2 separate regions of the Mus musculus genome follow, and region 2 is linked to region 1. The links are chromatin contacts, called in public ChIA-PET maps. All regions are on one chromosome and are shown on one strand. The core of a region is the stretch at or near the end of the contact, and the rest is flanking DNA. Distances in the headings are between cores, read along the strand shown. Region 1 overlaps Atg10 (autophagy related 10). Region 2 overlaps Ssbp2 (single-stranded DNA binding protein 2).

Region 1 (7,154 bases), core at 3,265-5,764:
CCCCCTGGGTCCCCTATTCTGTTCTCAGCTCCTCTGCCATATCCAGCGTGGGATGCCAGAGTCTGAGAACCTGGTACTGGGAGCTGCCCCTTGTCCACTCCCCAACCCCCAGCAGCTTCACAAAGCCAGATGCCCACCCAGGGCACATGGAAAGCGTCCAGCAGTCCTCCTGCATCCACCTGCCCAGAGCACAGGAACTCTGGCTGGATGTGGGCTCTCTCCCTCACTCCTTTTCCCCTACACCCACAGCCCTGCAGTACCTTTCTTGATTGGTAACTGATGTGGAAGGGCCAAGCTCAGTGGAGCTGAACCATCCGTAGGTTGGGGGAGGGGGGGTCCTGGATGCTACAAAAGGGCAAGCTGAGCAAGCCATGAGGAGCAAGCCATGAGCAGCATCCCTCCACAGCCTCGGCTTCAGTTCTTGCCTCCAGATTCAGAATCTGCTTAAGTTCCTGCCCTGATTTTCCTCAGTGATGGAATGTTACCAGGAAACTTAAAAGAAATAAACCCTTTCCTTCTAAAATTGCCATTGGCCATGGCGCTCTATCACAGCACTGCAAACCCTAGCTAAGACAGCAGCTACACAGAACCATCTCACCAGCCTCTCTCTCTCTCCACAACTTTAAATGAAAGATCTGTCACAAATAGGGGAAGAGAAAGGACATTAGCAGAGATGAGTAGGAAATGAGAGGGCAAAGGGGAGGTGGGGAAGATGACTGAAAAACATTATATACATGTTTTTTTAAAAATCACAATAAACCCAGTATCATATAGCTTGTATATATATACTCACACACACACACACACACACATATATATATATATATGATAACAATATCTTTTACACACCGTACTTTTTTTCTACCAAGAAACATGTATTTGAAAATTCCAGATTTCTTTTAAATAACACTGGGTTTTTTGTTTTTGTTTTTTTAGTAACGTTGAATTCTATTTAAAACAATGGGCACAGTATAACAAGATGGATAGAAAGGAAAGACAGGTAGGAGGTAAAACTATGGTTTAACCATGAGGTGTCCCCCATAGGCTCATGCTGGAACACTTGCTCCCCAGATTGGGGTGCACCCTGAAGTTCTGTACCTAAGCCCCACTTCCTGCTACCCTGTGCTGCCTGAGGCAGAAGCAGTGTGACCTCAGCCTTAGCTTCCTGAGGCCCTGTCTTCCCCTCACAGCTACAACAGGAATCCCTCTTGAACTGTAAGGCAAAGCCAATCCTTTGTCCATTGATACCTTTCCTATCAGCTATGAAATGGCAGCAGCAGGAAAACAAGGTTCCACAGACTGAATTTCCACTTCCCAAATTTCAAGAGAAGAAAATTTGTATTTATTGTTATTCTGTGGTTTATATTCAAGGGTGGCATCCCAATTTCTTCTTTGAAATTTCCAGTGACTTTATACCATTATACAAAATAACAGCGTTTTATCCCATAGAGAAATTCAAAGTAGAATAAATAAAGACAAATGGGCAAAGTTCCAGGGTGCTGTATGCATCTCTGGGAATTCACCCGGCTTCCAGCCAGTGGGCAGGTGTTCTTTCTCTGTGTTCTCTGACCTCTCACGGAAGAGTGAACTGGAAGTCGGCTTTGCACTTCAGCATGGAACTAGAGTTCTGTGACTAAGAAGTCTGAGCTCTAAGGTAAACAAGCTCAGGGGTTTCCCCTTGGTGGTCCCCACAAACATCACAAACACCTGGGTGTGCTGAGTCACCTTCTTTTACACTCTGGGCAGAGGCTTCAGAGACCTGCACACAGCAGTGATGCACATAGCTGTTGAATGGTGAGTGGGACATCTGGCTGCTCTCACTCCTCATTCTCTGTGCAGCATCTCCCTGCTTCCTTTCCTTAGCTCCTACATACAGACATCCCCCAAAGTCTATTTCTCACTTCAATTACCAGTCTACACTTGTTCCCTGAATTATCTCAGCCATCCAGAAGCTCTAGCCCTGACTTCTCTTTGGCGCTCCAAACATAAACTATGAAGTATGTGCTAGACATCTAGAGACGATGCCCTCCAACATCTCAAATGTGACAGGCCAAAATAGAGTCATCTTCTGTCTCCTGGCTTGTCACTGACTTGACAACCTGACCTACAGGATTTCCTGTGGGGGCAATGACATCATTCTGCTTCCTAATCACATAGTCTACAAACCTGGCAGTTGCCTTCATCCCTTCCCTCTGCCTTGTGCTCACATACTTTCATATTTCCATAATGTCTACAATGCATACCCCATCCTTCCCACATACACTGATGCAATATGATACAAAATCAGAAAGCACAATGAGAAATTATCAGCTTCAACTCAAAGCCTTAGGAGCCGAGTTCCAGTTCTGCTCTGAATTTGCTGTATGGTATATTACATATTATATAACAATTTGAATATCAATCTTTAAATCATGTGATAATGCTAAATGTATGAGACAGATACAGTTGTACATATGTGATATATACATATGTACAATGATTAATGTTATTTATACCTTGTACATAAGTGTCTCACTATATACATAAATATTATAAATGTAAACACAAACAAAATGCATTATTAATATCAAAGAAGTTATCACAGCCCACCTTACCTAGGGATAGAAATACACAAAAGGCTTATTATTATTATTATTATTAACCAAGATGTCATCACGTCTGATCCTACCCAGTGATGGAAATGAACAATTTTCATTCTCTCAGTTCTATACTACCCTTTCATTCCCCCAAAGGCATTATTTGATAAAATCCCAGCATGGAAGGGAGAAAGAAAAGTTCCATGCATACCCGAGGAGCTACTGGTACCTGATGGCTGCTGAGGGGGAGAAAGTCCTCCCAGAATAAAAGCAACTCCTATCACAGTTTCCAGTCATTCTCATCTTTACCTTCCCTTTCTGACCATCTGAAGCCCCAGGGCGCCTCCTCTACCACACAAGTTCTGTGGCCTCTAAACCTACAGCTGTTTGCCTCTAAAGACACCCTCCATTTATGCTGTTGCGTCCCAACTAGAATCTCCAGTTTGAGAAACCTTCCTTTCAACATTCACTTAGAATGTACCTTCTCTGTAATGGTGCTGATGTTTGAATTGGACTGTATTTTACTTTTACCATTCTTTCTTGCAAAGGACCTTTGCCTTTCTTTCTCTGTAACTAAATTAAAAATATTTTGGCGTACAGAGGTTGTGCAGTGCCCACCTTTTCCTCTGCATTATATTTATTATCAGTCTTAAAGTTCCATATTTAATGAAGGTTTACAGAAGCGAACTGCATAAATAAGGTCCCTTTACGTCTCCCTTTTAAAAAGCAACATATTTACACTTGAATCGACACAGTGAAAATATATAATCAATGGATGATTGGTTGTAGACATCGTTTTTAATGACGGGGAAGGAGGAAAATGTGATGCTTTATTAAGCTCTAATACTGTTGGGTGCTCCCTCTGCTGGCTTGCAGCAGCAATTCAAGAACAGGGAACTCAAACAGCACAAAGAAAGACACCCAGGTTGAGCTTCCTTGTACCCTGCACTTTCTGGGAACAGCCAGGCTAGGAACTCACCGTGAACTCATGCGGAAATTACCCACTTATAGGAAAAGGATTGTCTTTAAAAACTGTTTATAAAGAAAGAAAACTGACCTCACTGTTCTAATGATAATTTTTGTTTATGTTTTTGCTTTTTAACTAAACCACCAACTTTATGTAAAAACTCTTCTTATTTTAGAGTGAATTTTTTGAGCTATAGAACAGAATAAGGTCCTTTTGCTTTCTAATTCATGTTTATGTTTTAAAAGTCTGATCAGGAACATAAGGGGTTAAACTCTTCTTGTGTTTCTAAACAGAGTTATTCTGAGTACCCTGAAGGCATTTAATTCCAAAACAGGAAGCCACAGAGAGGAACACTTGGTTACACTAATGTTATGCAGATCTTTTGGAACATATTTTCCTAAACACTTGCTGAAAGAGCCTTTTCTATACAGCATGCCATCACACGAAGTTGGAGAAGGGTCCCCCACTTAGCACAGCACTAACTCTCAGACTGTTCTTTGTTACTTCCTTATGTCCTCCATTTCAGTTGTTTAAAATGGTTCTCTGCTTGATCACAGAAAAAAAAATTAAATAAAACAAGCTAGGGGCCAGGGAGTGATTGTTCACACCTGCAGCTATTCTGTACACACACACACACACACACACACACACACAAACTATGATGTTAGTTATGATGACTTTTTAAAAGATAACATAATAAGATTAACCTAAGATCAGTACAGACACCACTGTTAAAGATCAATGTCCTATTTTAAAACAAACAGCTGTTTGATAAGTTTTTACCTCTATTCTAAAACCTCCCTTGCCTAGCAGGCTAAAGGAGATCTCACCCTTGTAGCTGAAACAACAAAACACCACAGGCCAGTGGGTTTCTGTAGCTAAGAAGTGGGCAGGAGGGAACATCCTCTGTTACTGACACGGTGCTGCTGCGGCTGTCTCCAACACTGTGTGAGTGAGTATACAGCTGCCTACAATTCCCCGGCCAACCGGGTGAGGTACACTTTAAGTCCCTGAGGTGTGCCGTGGAAAAAGACCCCACACTGTGGTGAACAAGCGTCACAGCCACCTGACTGCATACACCATTTCAAGGCCATTTTAAAGAACAGCTCCCTTTCTCAGCCTCCTGGCTTATGTTCGGTTGTGTTTTAGAGAAAGCCAATGATCACTGAGCCATTATCCTTCTGTGCTGGAAATTAAGGCTTTGTGCACACTATCCATGAAGATGAAGTGCAGCAATATTAAAAGCACCAGGCTAGTCAGAAAAAGCCAGATAGGAAAAACAACGTGTACATTTGGCTCCGTTTCCGTAACTGTTTACCCCACTCTTTGCTTGTGTGGCGAGGGGATGTGCAAGAGTACAGCAGCCCTTTTAACCCTTCTGCGTATGGGGAAAACTGGTTTTCTTTAAGCGCTTTTGAGTGAACAAGAACAAGGGTATAGGGTATAATGGGTGCTGCTGTCATTCCTATACTAAAATTCTTGACATTTACCTCTGTAGATGCCCAGAGCAGAGAGACTGGCTAATGAGTGGGTGCTTCTCCCTCAGGTGAGGTGCCATGGGACCACAGCAGCCAGGCACAGAGTAGATGGCAGACGCAGGTCAGAGTAGAGTACAGAAGGTTATTAATTTCCAGACTCGCTGTCATCCAGCCTTGAAACTGCTGAGCTTGTATCTTTTGAGCAAGACTGTCCAATCCTGAGATTTAAATGTGGACTTTCAGCTCACAAATATGTCCTCTAGTGTTCAGAGGGCATCCTCACCGAAATCTACAGTTACATACATGACTATAGAAAAAACGTACAGCTCAGAAGATCTAACAGCGATTCTTTGCTATACAATGAGTCATTTCACTTTAAGTTATTCGGTGCTTTATTAATGAGGCAACAAGGTTCTGGAGCTACAAGTTAGCAGGCTTAGACAATATCCAAAAAGACATCTTGAAGTGTGCAAGAAAATTATTCAAAACATGATTTATTTTAATTTACCATCATATAAACGATGAATGAGCATAAAAACTTAAGATGTGGTTTGTTATAAAATGGAAATATAGTATTAAAAAACAGCTACACCTTGCTCATTCCTTATGGTAATTCAGTTGTCCAAGTAGTCAGTAATTATTATAGAGCAAACTACCAGTGAAATTCTGTGGAAAATCCATTGAGGCTCCACCTCTGATGATGTCATCACATGCAAATGCATGGTGGTGTCAAACACTGACTTTATTGGGTATTTGTTATAGCAGCTAGTTCTTTCCAGACTGATGCAACATAAATCAACGCAAGACAAATCTGCAGTACCATGCTTGTTTCAAAACACCTACAAGACCAATAAACACCAGACATTCGGAAACAAATATATCTTTAACTGGATACAGTGTTATATTCAGATGTCTTCCTCAAAATAATAGGTATTCTCTATGATTATGCAGCATAATCTTACATCGCTTTACCAAGGAAGTGACTTCTATATCCCCTTCAGACGGCAGATCTCTAAAGGTTCAGATCCTTCCATTCCCCTGAAAGTTAACTGAATACATCAGGTGTCTGAGCTCGGAGCTGCCCCCTCTGTCTTCCCTTCAGTTAATCCCAAGGTTACAGCCAAAGGAAGACTGACTTGTTGACTGTCCCTTGTTAGCTGGAGAGTCATAGTAGGTGAAAACCAGGCTTACATAAACTGCTTGAATAGAATAAAGAAAAACAAACGACACATGCTGACTTATGTATCATACTTATAACTGTGTACATTGTGATAAAAATTGAAAAAAATTTTAAATTGATGATTAATTTTAAAAACAAAGAGAAAAACAGAATGAACTAATATCTACATAAAACTTGGATGAGTTTTACAGACCAAAGAAAATACAAGAGAATATTTAGCACGTGACATGTTCATATAGGAAGAATGCATCTAAGTGTTAGCAGTCCATCAGCAGCAAGTGACTGCTAGAAAATAAAGAGGACCCTGTGACTCTAAGACCCTGTGACTCTAAGGATGTTCTGAGTCTTTATACCCAGCTGAAGTTGCACCAATGTCAGCACTCTCTGAAGACTAAGGGAGCTATACGAGAGCTGTAGATCATCTCCGTGCTAGGCATGCAGACATACATATATACATTACAATTTAGCATAGACTTCTAACACATTAGTCTTTGTGAGGGACTTGAAGGCTAAGTGGGAAGAGGAAGGAGAAAGTCTGAGAAACGGGTCTATTAACAAGTCACAGATATGTACTAGACAGTGTCAAAACTCAGTGTGGAGGAGCTAGCCTGAGTGGTCCATGTCATTAGAATTAGGCTCAGTGCCATCCTTATCAAAGATGCTTGCTTCTTCATGTTAGATACTATGCTGCCATGCTTAAAACTTTACAAATTATTTTACACCTATCTAGAATATGGAAATAGTTCAAAAACATTCCTAGAGTTTAACTTCTCATAATTCCTATGTCCTAATAATAAGTTTTAAAATAATTCACTAACCATTATTATTATTAGGGTGGGGGTCACATGTCACAGTCCATGTGTGGAGGTCAACAGTCATTTCTCTCCATTTACCTTTCTGTAAAGATAGAACTCAGGTCAGCAGGCTTCTGTGCCTGCCTTTGACTGCTGAGC
Region 2 (7,154 bases), core at 2,162-4,661, 610 kb after region 1:
GTATACCGTGTGACTGATATTTAGTCCCAGGCTGAGGTCACTGGTGACGTGAAACCTTGTGTGTCACGTTGCCATGGAGTTGAGTGTGCACATTTCAGCACAGGGAATTCCTTATATACAATGGGGGCAGTGGTTTTGTTTTGACTTGCTTTTTTTCATCCTGCCCTCCCTTTTTTTGAGTTGAATACATTTTTTATTCATTGAGATTATAATACAATTACATCATTTCCCTCTGCTCTTTCTTATTGCTCGGTGTTCCCTACCATCCAACATAGGAGTCAGTTAAGCTACTTAACTAACTTAGCTTCTTCCTTCTACTAAAACAGAACTCAAGGCTAAATAAATTCTCCTTGATATAGCCAGTGTTAAAGGCTGAACAGCACCCCTGTGGCCCAGCCACCCTTCCCCAGCCTCACCTCCGCCTGTGGCTCTCTACATTTACTCTAGAGGACTGCCAGCTGAGCCCTGCACATGTTGCTCACCCACCTGGGGAGCTCTTCCCACTGCCATTCACCTGAACATCCTGCCCTGCTGTATGTAGCCCAGCCCAGCTTGCTGGGATTCCTCCACTTTCTCCTTTCTACCAACTTTATAGCCACAGGTCTCTTATTGGATTCTTCAGTGTGGAGCCTATCCTTTGGACTTTACCCATGTCTCATCCTGAGAGGTGCTGTCTCTGTTGAGATGGTCAGGAGCTGTGCTGTGCTCAGTGGTGGCCTCAGCCAAGTCACTTGTCAATCTCATCATACTGTTATGCTCAGTTTTATGTACTGGATTGATACTGGAGTCCTGGCCGTGTGTGTGTGTGTGTGTGTGTGTGTGTGTGTGTGTGTGTGTGTGTGCATTTATCTCTGTGTGTGTGAGTGTGTGTCTGTGTGTGTGCATTCATGTATCTGTGTGTGTGTATGTGTGTGTTCCCGCATGTGCATGTGAGTGCATGTCTGTGTGTGTATGAGGCTTCTGTGTTAACACATTGGAGCATCTGGTCAGCAGAGCTGACAGTTGCTCATGACTCCTTACATAACTGTTCACTGAGCACTTTCTGTGTGTCGAATCAAGTATACAGTTGAAGGATTTTATATTGAATACTCCCCAAAGTGCTTGATATTGTCAGAAAGGCTGTTATAGGGGAGAAAACTGAAGGAGAGTTCAGGGAAGTCCCCCACTCACTGGGCTGTATATAGCAAAAGCTAGGCCTCACACTCTTCACTGTAAGCCACCCTTGAACTAAAGTTGTCCAGATTGTTTCAACTGTCCTCAAAACTTTCATCTGGCTTGGAAGGAGAGTCTGAGGACTGCATAATTATCTAGGTCCTGGGAAAGAATCAGGCTTTGTAGAGGAAATAATTTCAAATTTTAAACTAAGTAAAGCCATATAAGCTGGCTTGTTACAGTTCCTTATTTTCCTGAAGTTAAAGGTGTGTGCTTAATTGCTCATAGAGCCTAGCATCCATCCCTTGCCTCTGTGTCAGGAGAACCCTGCTGACGTCCCTGCTAACACTGGACTCTCTGTCCCTGTAGTACTCCCCCAGCATGACCATGAGCGTGTGATCCGTTGCCGCGTCTCTCATGAAAACCATCGTGAGTCAGCCCATCACAGAACTACTACAGAAGAAAACTACTCGTCGTGTACAGTTAGACAAAGGAATCTCAGACAACCAGACCACCTTTTAGTTCCTGCTCTCTCCCCTATTTTGAGAAGAAAGCGGGTCCAAATGTGATTCAAGCAACTGTACGGAGCGGCACATTAGCATTGCCCCCAACTGAACTGCGATGATTATCTGTGTGTATGTGTGGGAAGAGAATGCATCGTATATGCAGATCTGTATGCACATATACGCATACGTGCATTGACCCACAGGACATTGTAAGATAGTATCACATGACATCTTAAGTAGAAGTAAGTAGGACTTTTATGCCATCCTTTTTTTCACGTTTACACTTTAATTATTAAAGGTTGCTCCTGCCCTTCCCCAACTATTTTGTGCTGTGTACATCACTGCTTTATATAAGTTATTTTTTAAGGTGAACTCAGATGTTATGGTTTTGTAAATGTCTGCAATCATGGATAGGAATAAAATTGCTTATTTGAGAGCTTTCATTCACTGTGTCTGAAGCAAGTTGCCCGTGAGCCCCAGGTTGTACCAAGTAGAGACAGTGACTTCATCCTCATGTCCAACCAGGCACCCAGTTACCTTCTGTGCAAAGTAGTGTGGTGCTTTGTATATAAGGAAACCCCTCAACAGTAGCTCAGCCAGGGCTTCATACAGTACACTTCTGCAATAACTGCTTTAAATTGAGTTCTTTCTTGATTTGTGTGTCTTAGATGATGCAGAACTCATTAGCTAACTCAAATGACTTAAACTGTAGCAATAAAGTGACATGGGTTATCATACTTTTAGCACACATTCTCTCTTAAACACGATAAAATCCAAAAGTGATAACAAAACCACTTGTTTGAACTTACAGCGTCTCCCAGGGAACTAGAAGTAAATGTCTAATAAGACACAGCGAGAAATGGTGTTGTATGTTTATTCAGATTTCCTATGATCATTTCTACAGACACTTGAAAACAGACAGACACACTGACATGATTCAGGTTTTCAGCCCAGAGAGCAGAGAATGAGGAAACTAGAGGATTCTGCAGCGTTTCTGGTTTCACCCACCCAGTAGCTTGCTTGCTGGAGCAGAACTGATGGGTACCTGTCTGTTCTGTTGTCCCTGCTCTCAGGTGGCAGTTCCATGCCCTGTCTGCTCTGTCCTGGGTCAGAGGGCTTGCACTGGGAGGCAGATTATCTGTGTAGCTTATGTTCACTGCAGCTGGCTAGATCTCCATTTTGTGTCTGACAGTTCAGAAGGGAGTAAAGAAACAGTTTTAATTATCTCCCTTATGAAAGCACCCTGCTTGCATGACACTTCCCAGATCTTTGGGATTCCGTTTAATCCTATATCCAAACACCAAATCCTAATAGGAAAAGCATAGAGAGTTTATTTTATAATTGAAAAGACAGCTCTGCAACCCTTGCTGTTCTAACTGAGATACAAACAACCACTGATCTCTACCCTGCTAGAGGGTATTGCCCGGGCTTAGGGGCGAGGATTCTCCCTTTCCTGTGGGACTGTAACATAACTGAAAACGTTGACACTGTTTGCCTGCTGTTGGTTCTGGACAATTGATTTCTCTCAGATCCACATTGATTCATCCTTTCTGAAAATGGAAAATGTTAGCTGGGCATTCCAGGGATGCTGGGAGCATAGAGGATAAAAAAGATGAAGTAGCTTTACACTGCAGATCTAGAGGACAGTATATGAGTCATACTTTATAAAGTACAGCGTCAGCCTACAACTGTACCAGAGAGCAGCCTTGTACTAGCCAGCTACAGGAACCTGTCACAGGCAGTTCACACAGGAAGTCCATTTCCCCCCAGTCACTAGTGGCCACTTCCTTCTCTCTGACTGTACAGAGTTGAACTGTGTTCAGTGGGCTCGGTCTCCCAGCGCTTCCTTTCCTCATCTGCTCTCCATCTCGCCTGGCCTTCGTCTCTGTCATTCATCTTCTGAGAAGGGAAGCAAATGATTCCTACCACTCGCAGAAGTCATGAGCCTAATTTTACTTGGGAATCTTAGAATATAAATGACACAAATGGCATTTTAACAGTGGTTGATAGAGTAGCATCATGTGTGCTTCTAACCTGTTTTGTTTTTTAAAAAAGTAAAATGGTTTTGTTTTTGTTTTCATTTCCTTTCTTTCTTGGAACTCCGTTTAAAAAAATACCTGTTTCCAATGTTTAAATTCTTGAAAAACTGAAAAATTATTTTTAAGACAAAACTACGTTCTCAAACAGGAAAATAAAAGAATGCTTAATTTTTATAGCCAGATAACTTTTGTTACCCGGAGGGTAAGCATTATAACTATATTGATTTTATGTAGATCTTAATTATTTAACATTTATTGTTTTTCTGGTAAGAAATCCAACATTGTCATGCATTCTACGGCTGTTGGCCCATTCATGTCCTCTTGATGTATATGCTGCTTGCCAGAGGTTAGCTTTCTGCATACTTCAGCCCATAATAATGAAATCAGCAGTACTCACATATTTTGGGCATAGAATGCACCCATAAAATGTGACAATGGGCAGCAGGTGTGAGCATGCATCCGGTCACCCCTCCCTGCCCTCCCTAACGCACCGACGTTTGAAAGTTCGTGTCAGTCTTAAGTCCTGAATGGTTCTTAACCACCTGACTTTCTTACTGTGAAGATGCCCAGTGTAAAAAAAAAAAAAAAGGCTTTGATAATTTGATGGACAAATTATCGCTTTTTAAAAAAAACATTCCAGTTTGGGTTCAATTACCAGTGAACAGGAATTTTACAGCTAAAAGTCTGAGGTTAAGATTTCTTGATTTCTGAAAGACTAACAAATCAATTCCGCTCCCTTCAGGCAAGGAAAGTGCTCAGACACACCTGTCCCTTCAGAAACTAAATAGAGAAAAATTCTGTTCCCCTTCAGCCAAAGAAAGTGCTCAGACACACCTGTCCCTCCAGAAATTAAATAGAGAAAATCTGTTCCATTTCTCTTTTCATGATTCTGTCAGGCGTCTGAACTCCATTGCATTTGAAAGGACCATTCAGGTAAACATTCTTCAGCTTGGAAGTGAATTCATCTTGGCATGTGAAGCCCCACAGCCGCCTACATCGTTCCCCACATTGATCTGGGGCTGTGTCCTCAGCAGGGACTCTGCACAGTTCTCAGTACTCCATACCCCGGTTAGCTTGTGGCCCGGTTTCTCCATGCCTGCCTTCCATCCCAGGAGATGAGATGCAAGGGTTGAGCATCTTTTCCCTCTCGGCTTTGCAGCGTTTGCCTCTGCACAGTGTGTAGTACTGGTGGTAGTTTTCCTGAGGAAAGAAATTTCAGTTTTCATCCCTTGATTATTACTGTTCATCATAAGCAGTATGAGAGGTCACAGCTATGCAACATCTGAATGTCCTCTTGATGCTGTTTCCTGTTGTGTTTTGTGGGCTGTAGCTCTCCTCTCCTTGAGACATTAACTGAGGCAAGAAGCCCATGAATACTTGGTATATGGAGGGAAGATTGGTGTGATGAGACCATTATCACATGTTTTACCAAATGCCAACTAGTCTTTTGTAGTTTTTCCTTCTTAAATTTCTCTGATATGAGAAGCAAAACCCCATGCTAGCTTAAAACAATGTTTCTGATTTTAAACATTTGTAACAATCTCCCCTCATCTGAGAAATATGCCTTGAGAAATACAGGAAAAGCAAGAGTGTTAAAACCACCTCAATTCTGCATACTACATGTGTGTATATCTGTGTGTATATGTTGGGAGATGACAGCATAAATTTTGCTTCTAAACCCCACTTCTACTAAGATCATGTTATTTTATATAGCACTGTTGATAAATAGTAAACATTTTTTTTCTTTTGACATTTTATTTCATTGGTGAGATATCTGATACAAGTTATTTGGAATAGCAAGAGAGGAGAACACCACTATTCTATATATTGAACAATATATAAGCAGGAGTAGTTTTCCCAGGCCCAGATTTAGCTTCTCAGCATTGGCCTTCATACTGAGCTTGTCAGAAATCATGCAGTAATTATAGATTCCTATTGTACACATTTGTTTATAAGAGGTTGGATTGATATCCCCTAAAGTGTTAACTTTACCCATGAACGGTAATTCAGTTTGGATGACCTAATGATAAACACACATCTGAGACTTTCAATGACTTCTGTAGACTTTATTATGAAGAAAGATATCCAACTGACTGAGTCTCAGAGGAGTTTCCTCTGTGGAGTTTCCCGTGGTAACTTACAGAATTTGTTTCTTGAGTAAAAGAATCAATTCTGTATGGAGTTTAAATTGAAATGTGAATAGTTTTTGCTGTATACATTTTTAAAATGGAATACAGCACTAAAATGAAATATGTAAATGTTACAGCATTTAATGTGGGACTGAGTGTTTTCAATGTATGCATTTACTGGGTCTGATTAGGATAAACGTTTGCTTCACTTTGACTGTCCCAGTCACTGGAATCTTACGATCTGCTTCTCAAACACTTAGTGTTTCATTTCTAAAGCAAGATGGGCTGTTGCTTTGGCAAAGGTAAGTGTTACTATTCCTTGAAAAACAATATAAATACTTGTTCCCAGTTATTACATTTCACTTTTCTTTTGTGACAATTGGTCCCAGTGTATCACCTGAGGGTGAGGCTTGGGTCCCTTACAGGAGACTACAGTCTACATAGTATGCTGTAAGCTAAGTTCCTGTGTGTCTTTGTAACATTGTTGGTTAAATGTAATTAGCCATTTATTTGAAAACAGCACTTCAAATAACCTGTCCATCTTGCATGATTTGAGTAAAGATCTAAATTTTTTGCAAAACTTACAGAGATTTCTCTTGACATAAAGTGCTGACTGACGTTTGTGTGTGGATTTAGATCAAACTTCAAAAATATTTACTTTCTTTGCATTAAGACAATTAACAATATATAAACTATATGTTAGGCAAATGATTGGAAGGACATGTTATTGTTTCAGATGTAAAGATGGAGAAATATTTATACATAGAATTCTTTATCCATGGTAGCCATATTGAATTGTTTATCTAATTGTGATTTTAAGGATTTAAAATGTTTTCTTACCACATGTGTTAAATTGTTACTATGTCTTCCTGGAAAATGGAGTTATTTGTAAGGTTTTTATAAATGCACAATTTATGTATAAATATAATTGAAACCTGGGGTGACTTGGTAATTACTATCCTTAATTCAGTAATGGCCACCAGATACCTGACACATTTGTAAACTTGGCACCTGTGTGTGTATATATGTGTGTGCACATGCACATTGTTACATTTATTCTCAAGTGAATTTATCACTTAATGTTTTTGTAAAAGTACTTGAGCTGTTTGTGTAATGGAAAAGTCACCATAAAGATGTATATTAATGCCCCTTAATTTGGCACGTCTTCATATTTAATTTATAAAATACATCTTTTGATTTACAGTTTCTACCCTCTTATTTCTATCCTTTACTTCAACACTTAACTGGAAAAGTAAAGGAAATTGTTTGTATGAAGACAGAACAATGTTTCCTGAATGAGAAGTCAGGCTGTAATGTGAACATCTGTG

The links. ChIA-PET counts read pairs in DNA pulled down with a chosen protein or histone mark.
Region 2: a contact with region 1 is called in an RNA polymerase II ChIA-PET map of memory CD8 T cells, with 50 read pairs. The contact joins two enhancer-like sites. A contact is called at or near these places in 1 of 15 datasets of contacts at CTCF or cohesin (large pre-B cells), 5 of 484 Hi-C or Micro-C datasets (the N1E-115 cell line, cerebral cortex, cortical neurons and 1 more) and 7 of 115 datasets of contacts at active chromatin or transcription factors (DN3 thymocytes, T-cell acute lymphoblastic leukemia, astrocytes and 4 more).

The regions. Positions count from the first base shown.
Region 1 is chr13:91,089,892-91,097,045 of GRCm38.p6, forward strand. The region is part of intron 3 of Atg10 (autophagy related 10); the gene reads right to left. Among named protein-coding and RNA genes, the nearest start is that of Atg10, 130 kb to the right of the region's middle. Within about 2 kb of position 4,515, at least 129 of the 459 cell types and tissues checked have an H3K27ac peak or open chromatin away from gene starts, as enhancers often do. A contact at or near this core is called in double positive thymocytes, effector CD8 T cells and memory CD8 T cells, where this site is marked.
Region 2 is chr13:91,699,145-91,706,298 of GRCm38.p6, forward strand. Ssbp2 (single-stranded DNA binding protein 2) reads left to right here. Exons shown (of 17, transcript NM_024272.4): 17 at 1,522-7,031. The coding sequence ends at 1,551. It overlaps 4833422C13Rik (RIKEN cDNA 4833422C13 gene), which reads right to left. Exons shown (of 2, transcript NR_015501.1): 2 at 2,521-4,897. Among named protein-coding and RNA genes, the nearest start is that of Gm22778, 21 kb to the right of the region's middle. Within about 2 kb of position 3,412, at least 102 of the 459 cell types and tissues checked have an H3K27ac peak or open chromatin away from gene starts, as enhancers often do. A contact at or near this core is called in double positive thymocytes, effector CD8 T cells and memory CD8 T cells, where this site is marked.